2 separate regions of the Mus musculus genome follow, and region 2 is linked to region 1. A link is a contact called in public promoter capture Hi-C data. All regions are on one chromosome and are shown on one strand. The core of a region is the stretch at or near the end of the contact, and the rest is flanking DNA. Distances in the headings are between cores, read along the strand shown. Region 1 holds the start of Plcd1 (phospholipase C, delta 1). Region 2 overlaps Oxsr1 (oxidative-stress responsive 1).

Evidence for each region. Promoter capture Hi-C pulls out the DNA fragments that hold promoters and counts their contacts.
Region 2: a promoter capture Hi-C map of liver shows a contact between it and region 1. The contact joins the enhancer-like site here to the promoter of Plcd1 in region 1. A contact is called at or near these places in 4 of 39 promoter capture datasets (the 3T3-L1 cell line, cranial neural crest, embryonic stem cells and 1 more), 1 of 15 datasets of contacts at CTCF or cohesin (the NIH/3T3 cell line), 1 of 484 Hi-C or Micro-C datasets (nephron progenitors), 2 of 115 datasets of contacts at active chromatin or transcription factors (astrocytes and forebrain) and 2 of 9 other capture datasets (adipose tissue and pancreatic islet).

Annotation. Positions count from the first base shown.
Region 1 is chr9:119,091,156-119,096,505 of GRCm38.p6, forward strand. It overlaps Plcd1 (phospholipase C, delta 1), which reads right to left and starts at 2,347. Exons shown (of 15, transcript NM_019676.3): 1 at 2,203-2,347. The coding sequence starts at 2,236.
Region 2 is chr9:119,306,337-119,311,686 of GRCm38.p6, forward strand. All of the region lies in intron 1 of Oxsr1 (oxidative-stress responsive 1), which reads right to left. Among named protein-coding and RNA genes, the nearest start is that of Oxsr1, 13 kb to the right of the region's middle. Within about 2 kb of position 2,960, at least 6 of the 459 cell types and tissues checked have an H3K27ac peak or open chromatin away from gene starts, as enhancers often do. A contact at or near this core is called in liver, where this site is marked.

The sequences.
Region 1 (5,350 bases), core at 1,097-3,596:
GTATCAATTAGCAGGCTTCAGTGGTAGAAAGAGCCCCTTGGTCCGTGCATACAAATCCAGCTACATTTGCCCTTGATTCTGTCCCATCATCTAACCACTCTGCCAGACAATTCCCAGCTTGTGGGCACACGAGCGTGTGTGTGTGTGTGTGTGTGTGTGTGTGTGTGAGAGAGAGAGAGAGAGAGAGAGAGAGAGAGAGAGAGAGAGAGAGACTTCTGCAAGGAATTCAGGGGAGAGTGAGAACTCTACTGTTTGTCTGCACAATATGTGTCTTTATCCAACATCGCCTCTGTATGAGTAAGGACAGAGCCACGTGTCATCTCTTGGTGAGTCCACAGGTCTCCAGCTAATGGAGGGGACTGAGGGCACCTCTCCAGCAGACCCCCAACTGCCCAAGTCAGAAAGTGACCAGTGCTGTGGGACCTGCACTGTGGAGAGGAGTGCAGACTCCCCATCAGCTAACAAGTACAAGCCACAGTGACCACGCCCTCCCACAGAGACCCTCCTTGACCCCTCTCCCCTCCCCATCGGGTTGGCAGTGTAGGCAGGAGCTGCTTCTGGAGGTCACGGTGGATGCCACGCTTGAAGCGCTGGGCCCACAGGTCCGTCAGCTTGGCCACAGTGTACATTCCAGTCCTGCAGGAAAGGCTGGACTGAGTCACAACTCCAGGAGGCTGGGCTCAAACAGGATGGGCCAGGCTGGCCAAGCCTGTGCTGTATTAGACTGAGGCTCTGTGTCTTCCTGGGTACGGGAGATACCAGGGCTGACCCAAGAAAGAAATGGGACCAGGGTACAGACACTGAGGCCTGCTCCATGACCCAGGTTCCATGACACTATGGCGGTCAGAGGCAGCCAGAGGGAGGCGGCCAGGGGAGAGCCCGCCCCTCTCCACTGTGACCCTCAGAGCGGCCACCCTCTGTTCCCACCAGTCAGGAGCTGTAGGGGCATCTCTGACCTCTGGAGAGAATGAGGGAACAGTGGGAGGGGCAGGAACACAGCCCAACAAGGTGGCTTTTAGAAACCCAAGCTTACTGGGCCCCCACAACAATAAAGTCCAGGTCAACTGATGCAAAACAGGTTGGGGGCTGCCTGCAGGGCACACATCCAAGGGGGAGTGGAGCGGAGGACAGGTGAACACAAAAATCTACAGCCCAGGAGGCAAGGCGTCTTAGTGGGTAAAGGCAATTGCTGCCAAGCCCAGTGACCTGAGTTTGATCCTAGAACGCACAAGATAGAAGGAGATAACTGATTCCTGCAAGTTGTCCTCTGATCTCCATACACCCATACCCCCTCCAGCACAAGTACACGTTGTTTAATTAAAAAACAAAAACCAAGAACCTACAATCTCAGGGATACTCGAGTTAAGTGAAAAATACTGTGAAACCGTGGATCGATGTGAGAGGAGCAGGTATTGCTGAGCTAATAGATGACCTGGGGAGACACGAAGGAAAGACTCCCCACAGCCCCTCCCACAGAGTGTGCGTAAATACCACTTAGTTCCTTGCTCTTCCCTGGACGCTTCTAAGACAGGCAGCCAGGAGCCTGCGCTTTCCCTCTCTGCTAGAGGGACAGGCATGGGGAGAAGAGCTAGCCCAGATGGGAAGAAACAAAGCCGGCTGGACAAAGGACCAAGCTGCCAGGCGGTTCTAACTGAGATCTGGCCCAGTCCGACCAGGAGGGTCAGCAAAAAGACAGCGCTGCTCCTCCCAGCCCTGGCATCGCTTTTCTCTGTTCTGGGGAGCGAAGGCTGCCAGAACGACTTCAGCCAAACTTGCACACCTCCTCCTCGCCCCACCCATTTACACCCTCATCCGCCACACCCGCGCGGCCTGACTCGCTTCAGGCGCACCCGTGTTTTGGGGAGCCTCTGAATCGAGAGTTTGGCTAAGGATGCTGTCCCTTTCCTTCCCTGACCCCTTTGGTGCCATCTGGACCCAGGAGCCCAGCCTTTTATGAACAGGCTAAGGGGAAATCCCCGAGAGATGTCAGCATTGCTCCCCGATCTCTTGGGCCAGATTTGGGGGAAAGTCTGGAAACGCCCAAGGTTGTGTCCAGCGCGGGCCGAGGTTTTTCTGGGATCCCACAAGGGGACAAGGAGTTGGCTCTCTGGTGGTTTAAATGCGGCCGAAGGAGCTGTTATCCCTGCCGCCCGGGTGTATTTCGGCTTTCCCGAGGGTCTCCCCTACGTTCGGGACACTCACCGTGCAAGGTCAGGAAGTCCCGACCGGAGTCCATGCCGGTCGGGGCGCGCGGAGGAGGGGACGCGGCGTGATTCACTTGAGCAAAATCACCAAGCGGCCTGGGGTCCTTGCGCAGTCCGGTGCAGGGACCCAACTGAACTGAGATGGGAGGCGGCCGGGGGTGGGTCCAGAACACCGTACCGCCCCCCGGACCCGCCAACCGGCGCTTCTCCCCGCCCCCTCCAGGGGACCTGGAAAGGACGCGGTGCTGGGGGCCGGGAAGACTAGCCAACCCTGGCCGGGGCTCGGGCCAGCTGGGTGCGCCAGGGCCAGAAATAGTCAGATCCCTCCTGCTTCCTCCACCGCCACCACCCACAGGCCCTGTCATTACGGCGAGCTGCCGGCCCCACGCCCTGCCTGTGGGCGCCTGGCCTCGCCGGGGTTGTGGGTGATGTGGGAAAGAATCAGAATCGGGTCTTAGCGGGGACAGGAATCACTGCTAAAGCGGCTGATTAGCCAGGCAGTCTGGTCTGTCTTCTAAGAAATGCGTGCATGCACGGGCCCACATTGCCACGTTTGGGGAGAGTAATATCTAGATTTTTTTTTCAAGAGAGGGGCCCCTCTCTTTAGCTCTGAGAGACGTCTCATTTCCGGGGGTGTTGAAGGTGCTTTCCTTAAGGTAGGGGTAACAGCAAGCAGGTATAGGCCCCTCACTCCCTAATGAGGGGAGAAGACGGAGGCCTGCCGTGAGGCTGCCTGGGCAAGGGTCCCGATACTGGAGGCAGTTGGCCTGGAAGAGTCTAGCCGGGCTCTCCTCAGCTCTTTCTCTCCTAGCATTAGCAGGCCTCCGTGGCCTGTGAAGCATGGGCTGTCTCCCGATTCTGAGTGTTAAGGCTGGGTTTTAGAGAATCACTTGCCGTTCATGTACACCCCACCCCACCCGCACCCCCACAGTGTGGGGCTGGCACTCAGGCCTCCCACTCCCCACCCCCACCCCCGTCTTGATGCCCTAGGAAGGCCCCCCCCAGGTTTCCTTTCCACAAGCTGGGCGCTGTACTGCATGAAGAATGAGTAAGGCTCCATTGCAGACAGAGCCTGGGAAGGGGCAAATTGAGAAATTCCTTCCCTGACTTCCGTCTCTTTCTCCAAAGCCCTACTCTCCAGGTCTTCCCTGAGCCTTGGAACCTCCCCCCTCGGTCCTGTCCTGGAGCCTGGCAGGTATTCGCATCCATGAGTCAGGCCTCCTCTCCTACACCTGAGACCAAGAACTCCTGACACCAGCAGTTGGCACGGCTTCATCTCCAGAGTCATTTCTTCTTGTCATCTCCGTCTCCGAGTCCTGGGCTCCAAGCCAGGGCATTACCCACCACTAGGGCCTCTCCCTCTACCACAAAAGACCATGGCCGGGTTTATAGAACGCTCTGCTCCTGAGTACTCCAAGCTCACAGACACATATGTAGCTTCTGTTGCACGCATTGCAGCTCACTCATGTCCCCTCCCTGGCCTGGGGTTGCCAGGCAGACTTGGGGAGGCATGCTGACTCAAAGCTGTCCCAAGCAGCCAGGTTCTGCAGAAACAAAGAACGTCATGCTCAAGTGCTGACCTGCACCATGACACTCTTCCCATCCTCTTTCTTCTCCCTCTCTCACGGGGTGGGAGGCCCTCTGCTCTGTGCAGCTAGGTTTAAGTAGTGTGCCTAGGATGGTTGTGGAATCTGGTGGGGGAAGCCTTCCAGGGGCAGCGGTGTGGGCCTAGTCCTGCCCGGGTGCCACATATACTCTACTCAGAACCTTTGCAAACTCTCCTGAGACCCTGACTGCTCAAAGGGCCTCGGTGGTAGGCTTTCTTTGGAGCCTGAGACCTGAGACCTGTCCTCTATGGGCAGAGTTCCAGGTATTGTCCCACCCCCAACCCCTGGCTGCCCCAGTCTCAAGTGTCTGTGCAAAGGTGGGTGTGTGGGAAGGGGCTGGTGACTGTGGGCAGGTGAGAGAGGTCTAGTATTCCAGCCAGTACTAGTTCTGTTAGAGTCAGTTCCCTTGGCCCCCACGCTATCCCTCACTCCGAGGACAGCGTGGACATGTGTGCGCGCTATCAGCACAAGAATGCTAAATTTCAGGATGGTCAGGCTCCAGGGCTTGTCTTGCTCAGCCCCTCCCCCATGAAACTCAAACCAAGACCAGCCCAGGTGGGTGAGGCCAGTGAAGTTTATTCAGTGCTCTCCCTGTCTTTTAGAACCCAAGTGCCGGAGCATCAGGGTGAAGGGGTTGTGTTAAGTCTTGCCTCTACAATTTCCTGGTGTGAGAATCTGAGCAAGTCACTTTGCTTCTCTCTAACCAGGAACGACTGTCTGCTCTGGGGTAAACTGAAGATGTTGAGAGTGTGGCACTGATACTGCCTGCCTAGGGTTCTGAGCTAGAGTTCACCTGCCCACAGCCATTCTCTCGGTGGCCTATCTAATACATCTCTGTAGCCACAGAGGCTCTTGGTCTGAGGGCACACCCCTGCTTCTGTGAACGTTGGTGCAGCAGGTCCTGACCCAGGTCTAACAGCCTCAACAGGTGATGGGAAGGTCACCTGCCCCAAGAGACAGTGATGGCAAGGGAGACTCCTCAGACCATATCAGGCTGACGTCACTCCTGCGCAAGGATCAGATGCCAGCATGGGCTACAGCGTTGCAGCAGCCCTGGTAATCTCAGGCTAGCACGGGGCTCTTTAGGGTTTTCCTTTGTCCTTTTTCCTCTTGGTTGTAGCCTCCCCCAGCCTGAAGCAGGCTAGTACAGACCTTGTCACCACTGAGGTGGGGCCACCTGCGGTGCAGCTTTCCAATTTGGCTGGCTCCTTTTGAAGTGACAACTGCCCTGAGAGAGGCTGAACCTGTCTTCCTGAGACATTCCTGAATAAGCAACCAGCCTGGCGACCAAGTGCTGCTGGCATTACAGAATGGCTCCAGGCACCAAGAGTGGACTGGGGGGTGGGGGTGGGGGGATGGGCCTTCCCCCTTATAAGCACAGTCTCTTAATAAACTTGCAGAATTTGATCAGACAGACGTTTGTCTTGGCTTCATTATCTTTTTCTTGCCATCAAAGTCTCTTTCAGCCCCCAGCCTGCCTCCCAGGTGTACCCGGTTCATGTAGGCCACGGGCCGGCATACAATACTTGGTTTTATGAG
Region 2 (5,350 bases), core at 1,710-4,209, 220 kb after region 1:
AATGAAAAAGCAGGGAGCCGGGGTAGGGGGCATCAGTGGGTAAAGATGTTTGCTACCAAGCCTGAAAACCTGAGTTCCAGCCACAGTACCTACATGATGGAAAGAATTGACTCTTGGAAGCTGTCCTCTGACCTCAACACACAGGCACTATACAGTGATTTGTATGTCCATAATCACACATGCATACACACACATAAATGTAATAATTTAGGAATGTGTCTAGAGGGGGCTGTGAATACTGAGCACAAACAAGGTCTAGCAACACAACCCATCCTCAGCCCCAGATAATTTTGCTTGTCTGAATGTGACTGGCGGCAGTGGCTAAACTGGTTACACTGCTGATTATCTACAGAGGTGTGTTTAACACACCAAAGATATCTTTTCTCTTGATGTGAAGAAAAGAGAAAAATGTAATGTGCACCCAAGGGCTGGAGAGTGAGAGACTGCTCTTCAAGAGGTCCTGAGTTCAATTCCCAGCAGCCACATGGTGGCTCACAACCACCAGTAATGGGATCTGATGCCCTGTTCTGGTGTGTCTGAAGACAGCTACAGTGTACTCATACATAAAAAATAAGTAAAAAAATCTTAAAAAAAAAAAAAAGAAAGAAAAGAAATGTGCACCCAAAAGTTGAAGTACCAAATGGAACTACAGCTGAGACAGATAGTGACTGAGGAAGAGTATTTGCTGGGAGCTCAATGACGGACAAATGAGGAGAGAATCTGTGAACTCTGAGTCAAGACCAACAGTTCACCTGAACAACAAGAAAACGGTCTGAGGAAAAAGCCCAAGGTAGCAGTAACAACAAGGGATCTACATCCCATGTAATATATAAAGTAACGACCCTGCTCACTCCCAAGTCATAAATGTTCTAGTCTCCAAAACCTACAAGCATTATCACCCTATATCACCATTATCATCATCATCCATTTTAGGGCTGGAGAGATGGCTCAGTGGTTAAGAGCACTAGCTAGTTCCCAGCACCCACTAAGTAGTATACAATCACCTCTAACTCCAATTCCAAGGAATTCAAAGCCCTCTTCTGCCCTCCCATAAGCATACATGCAGGGAAAACATCTATCTACGTATAAAAAATATTATTAAAAATACTTGCTAGATATTGCCAAATTAAAGCTCTGAAGCCAAGCATGGAGGTGCACAACTATGTCAGCACTCAAGCAGCACAAGCAAAAGACTGAGTCTTAGGCCAGGCCCAACCACAGTCAGCTCCAGGTCGGCCTGCTGCGTGAGACTCGGTCAACAATAAACGGACAAAGAAGGAAGGGAGGAAGGAAGGAAGGGCAGACGGATGGATGGAAGAACAGAAGGAAGGAAGTAATCTAGAGATAAAGATTGTTTTGAATTATCTGGACGGCTCAATGCAATTAAAAGGATCCATGCAGTGAAAGAGGAAAGCAGGAGTTCCATTAGACAAGACAATGGAAGCAAAGGCTGGAATATGAATATATATAAATATATATATATATATATATATATATGTATATACACATACATATATATGTATATACACACACATATATGTATATAAATATTATATATATAAAACATATATATGTGTGTGATATAGCTATTTATGATATAGCAATGAGCCAAGAAATGTATACTGGCACATGCTAAAACAGGGTAAACCTAAAACAAAAACAAAAACAAAAACAAAAACAAAAACCAGGCTAACTTAGTGAAGCCCTGCATGGAAAACCCATATTAGCAGCTTTCCTTTATGTAAGATGTTCAGAACATGCAAATTGAGAGAAAACAGTGGCTGCCAGGAGCTGAGAGGATGAGTGGAAGCAACTGCATCATAAGCTGGGTTTATTCTTTCTCTTCATGATTATTAAACACCCTAAATGCAAAAACTTTTCATCAAGTGTACATTTTTTTAAAGATTATTCATTTATTATATGTAAGTACACTGTAGCTGTCTTCAGATGCACCAGAAGAGGGCGTCACATCTCATTATAGATGGTTGTGAGCCACCATGTGGTTGCTGGGATTTGAACTCAGGACTTTAGGAAGGGTAGTAAGTGCTCTTAACGGCTGAGCCATCTCTCCAGCCCTCAAGTGTACATTTTAAAATGGTAACTTTTAGCCAGGCAGTGGTGGCCTATGCCTTTAATCCCAGCACTTGGGAGGCAGAGGCAGAGGCAGGCGGATTTCTGAGTTTGAAGCCAGCCTGGTGTAAGTTCCAGGACAGCCAGGGCTACACAGAGAAACCCTGTCGGGGGGGGGGGGGGGGGGTGTGTGGGTTCCTTTTACCCAGGTATAACGGCACACACCTTTAATCCTAACACTCAGGAGCCAAAGGCAGGAGAATCTCTGTGAGACCAGCAGATCTACAAAGCCAGGTCCAGAACAGCCAAGATGACATAGAGAGAGACCCTGTCTCAAAAAAAAAAGTAACTTTTTCCTACTTTTCTTCGGATACTACAACCTTTACCTCCTAATCCAATAATTTTGAAAAGAAAATGGAGCAATGCTTCAAAAACAACGGCAACTGAGGCATGATGAAGAAACTGAACGGATGATCTTTAACCCTTTTGTTGCTTGGTCTCCCTTCTCCGAGCCAACTCCCAAAAAGAAGGTTTGAGGCACGTATTGACCCTTTAAGGTTGTGGAAACTAAATTGCAAATTTAATGTCATTCACATTCTCTTTGCTATGGCTGAAGAAGCTCCATTTGTGCTGGGCATCCATCTTGGTACCCACCAGCCATCTGTCTCTGACTCCAGTCCCTGGAAAATGTTTCCCAGTAATCCTGACTCAGTGACCCCACCCAAAAATGTACAGCCATGACAATCTACTTGTTATATGACTGCTTTTTTGCTTCTGAAATTTGCTTAAGCAGATTGCCAAAGATTAGTTTGAGTTGCCTTAACCACTTAACTTGGCAGAGCAGAACAATTTTCTGCTTGCTTGTACAGATGTGAAGATCTCTGCGTGGTTTTCACCTTTAAAAGTCCATCCCCATAACCCTCCCACATGGCAATATCAACTTTGGCTCAGAGATTGTTCATCCTGCTAGCAGCTAATCAATAAACCTTTGAATTATAACTGGATTGAGTCTATGGTGTTTTCCCAGGAGTTACAAACTCCATAACATTTAGAAGCCCCCAGTGAGATGCCTAGGAGATCCCAGGCTCAGAGCCAAGGGTCTGGATAGGCCCAGGGATCCCAGAACACAATAACTGGACTGAATCTATGGTCTTTTCCCAGGGGTCACAAAGTCCGTGACACTCTTCACCCACCAGCACACTCTTCCCTCCTCCCATCTCTGGCCCATCACTTGCCCTCCTGACTGACATGGATTATTTTTAAATCTTACCTAGGTGCTCCCTCTGTCAGATATGACGCGCATTTGCAAGTCATTCCTTAAGCCTCTCAATTACTGCATCCACTGATCCTGCACTTGGTAAGCACTTGGTAAGCACTTGGTAAGCACTTGGTAACAGAACATATTCTCTCATTTCCATAGCCTGAATGTAATTCATTCCCACACCACCTTCATGCATATCATGTCTTCCCTTCAGTCTTTCTTTCTACAGATGACCCATGTGATGTCCTCAAAACTCGCCTATTTTCCAGCAGTACCACAAAACAGACTCAAATTCACACTGCAGCTCCATTACTAGGGATAGAATAAATTTCCACTTCACAGCCATGTGCCTGGCAGAGAACTGCTCAATTAATGATTGCTATTATTCACTGATTTTATTCACTACATAATTTTAGTCATTTAATCTGTTCAAACACATGTGTGTGTGTCAAGCATTATTTGGGCTACGGTGAGCTTAATAAAGTTCCAAAGTACTTGAATCTTTACCAAAACACAGAAGGGCAAATTATCCCTACCAGCTCTCCAACCTTTACATACTCACTGAAATGACAGGGGCTCCACTCCCAACACTTAGTCACTAGTATGACCATACAGTAAACGTCCTCTTGTGTAGTGAGCCCCAGATGGAAACACATTAAACACTACAGGGAAAGTGTCATTAGATTTCCTCCCTCCTTCTCTATTATCTTATCTTCCTCTAAAGCAATTTCAGGAAACTGTTGGCAAGTGAATGGGAAGGAGAATGCTTTACGTACTGCAGAGTAACTGTAGTGATGAGAGCAGCCCTCAGTGGACTGCTGGACACAAAACTCACAATGTTCCCACTACTCTGGGGGAAGCTACCTAGGCCTAGACTCCCTTGTAACAAGCATTTACTTTCACAAGAGTTTACCTTTAATAAGATTCAGAATCCACCTGTAAAATGGGTTGTTGGGGAGACAGGTCCATCCATAAAGTGCTGGCCACAAAAACATGATACCCAGAGTTCAGAAAGCCATAACTCATGTAAAAGCTGAGCCTGAGAGCACATGCTGTAGTCCTAGTGCTGGGAAAACAGAGAGGGGAGGATCTGTGATCAGCGAGCCCCAGGTTCAGTAAGTGACTGGGTCTCAAAATACAGGTGCAGGGGGCTGGTGAGATGGCTCAGTGGGTAAGAGCACCCGACTGCTCTTCCGAAGGTCCAGAGTTCAAATCCCAGCAACCACATGGTGGCTCACAACCATCCGTAATGAGATCTGACTCCCTCTTCTGGAGTGTCTGAAGACAGCTACAGTGTACTTACATATAATCAATAAATAAATCTTTAAAAAAAAAAAAAATACAGGTGCAGAGCAACTGAAAAAGTCACCTACATCTACACCTGCCCTTCACATGTGTGCTACACATGCATACACATCCCACACAAAGAGAGACTTTTTAAATGTTGCTATTATTTTATGTATGTGGATGTTTTGCCTGCATGTGTGTGTATGTGTGCACCATGTGTGTACTTGGTGCTCTCAGAGTGCAGAGCAGGGCGTGGGGACTAGAGTTACAGATGGTTGTAAACTGTCATATGGGTGTTAAGAATGAAACCCATGTCCTCTAGAAGAACAGGCAATGCTCTTAACCACAGAACCGTTTCTTCAGTCCTCCAAAAGCAGCGGCAGCATCCCAGGAGAAGTACAGGACAACCTAAGATGGGGCAAGCACAGTGGGACTGAAATGACAGATACCGCCATCCTGGTCTCACTACACTGTGTGTTTGCTGAGACAGTTCTCGGCCCTCCATAACCTCCCCAGCAGTTACATCTGCCTGGAATACACTGAGAGTGACATGTCCTTGACCATGTTCCAGATACATTAACCAAAATAATTAAGTGAAGTAATTGAAAAAGGTGTAAGTAAAAAAATTGTTATGTTATAGCTAAAATAATTATGCTCTGACAGGAATAAACATGTCAATGTTACTTTTACCCTAAATTAACTTTAATTCAAATTATGTTGTCGTTTTTGCCT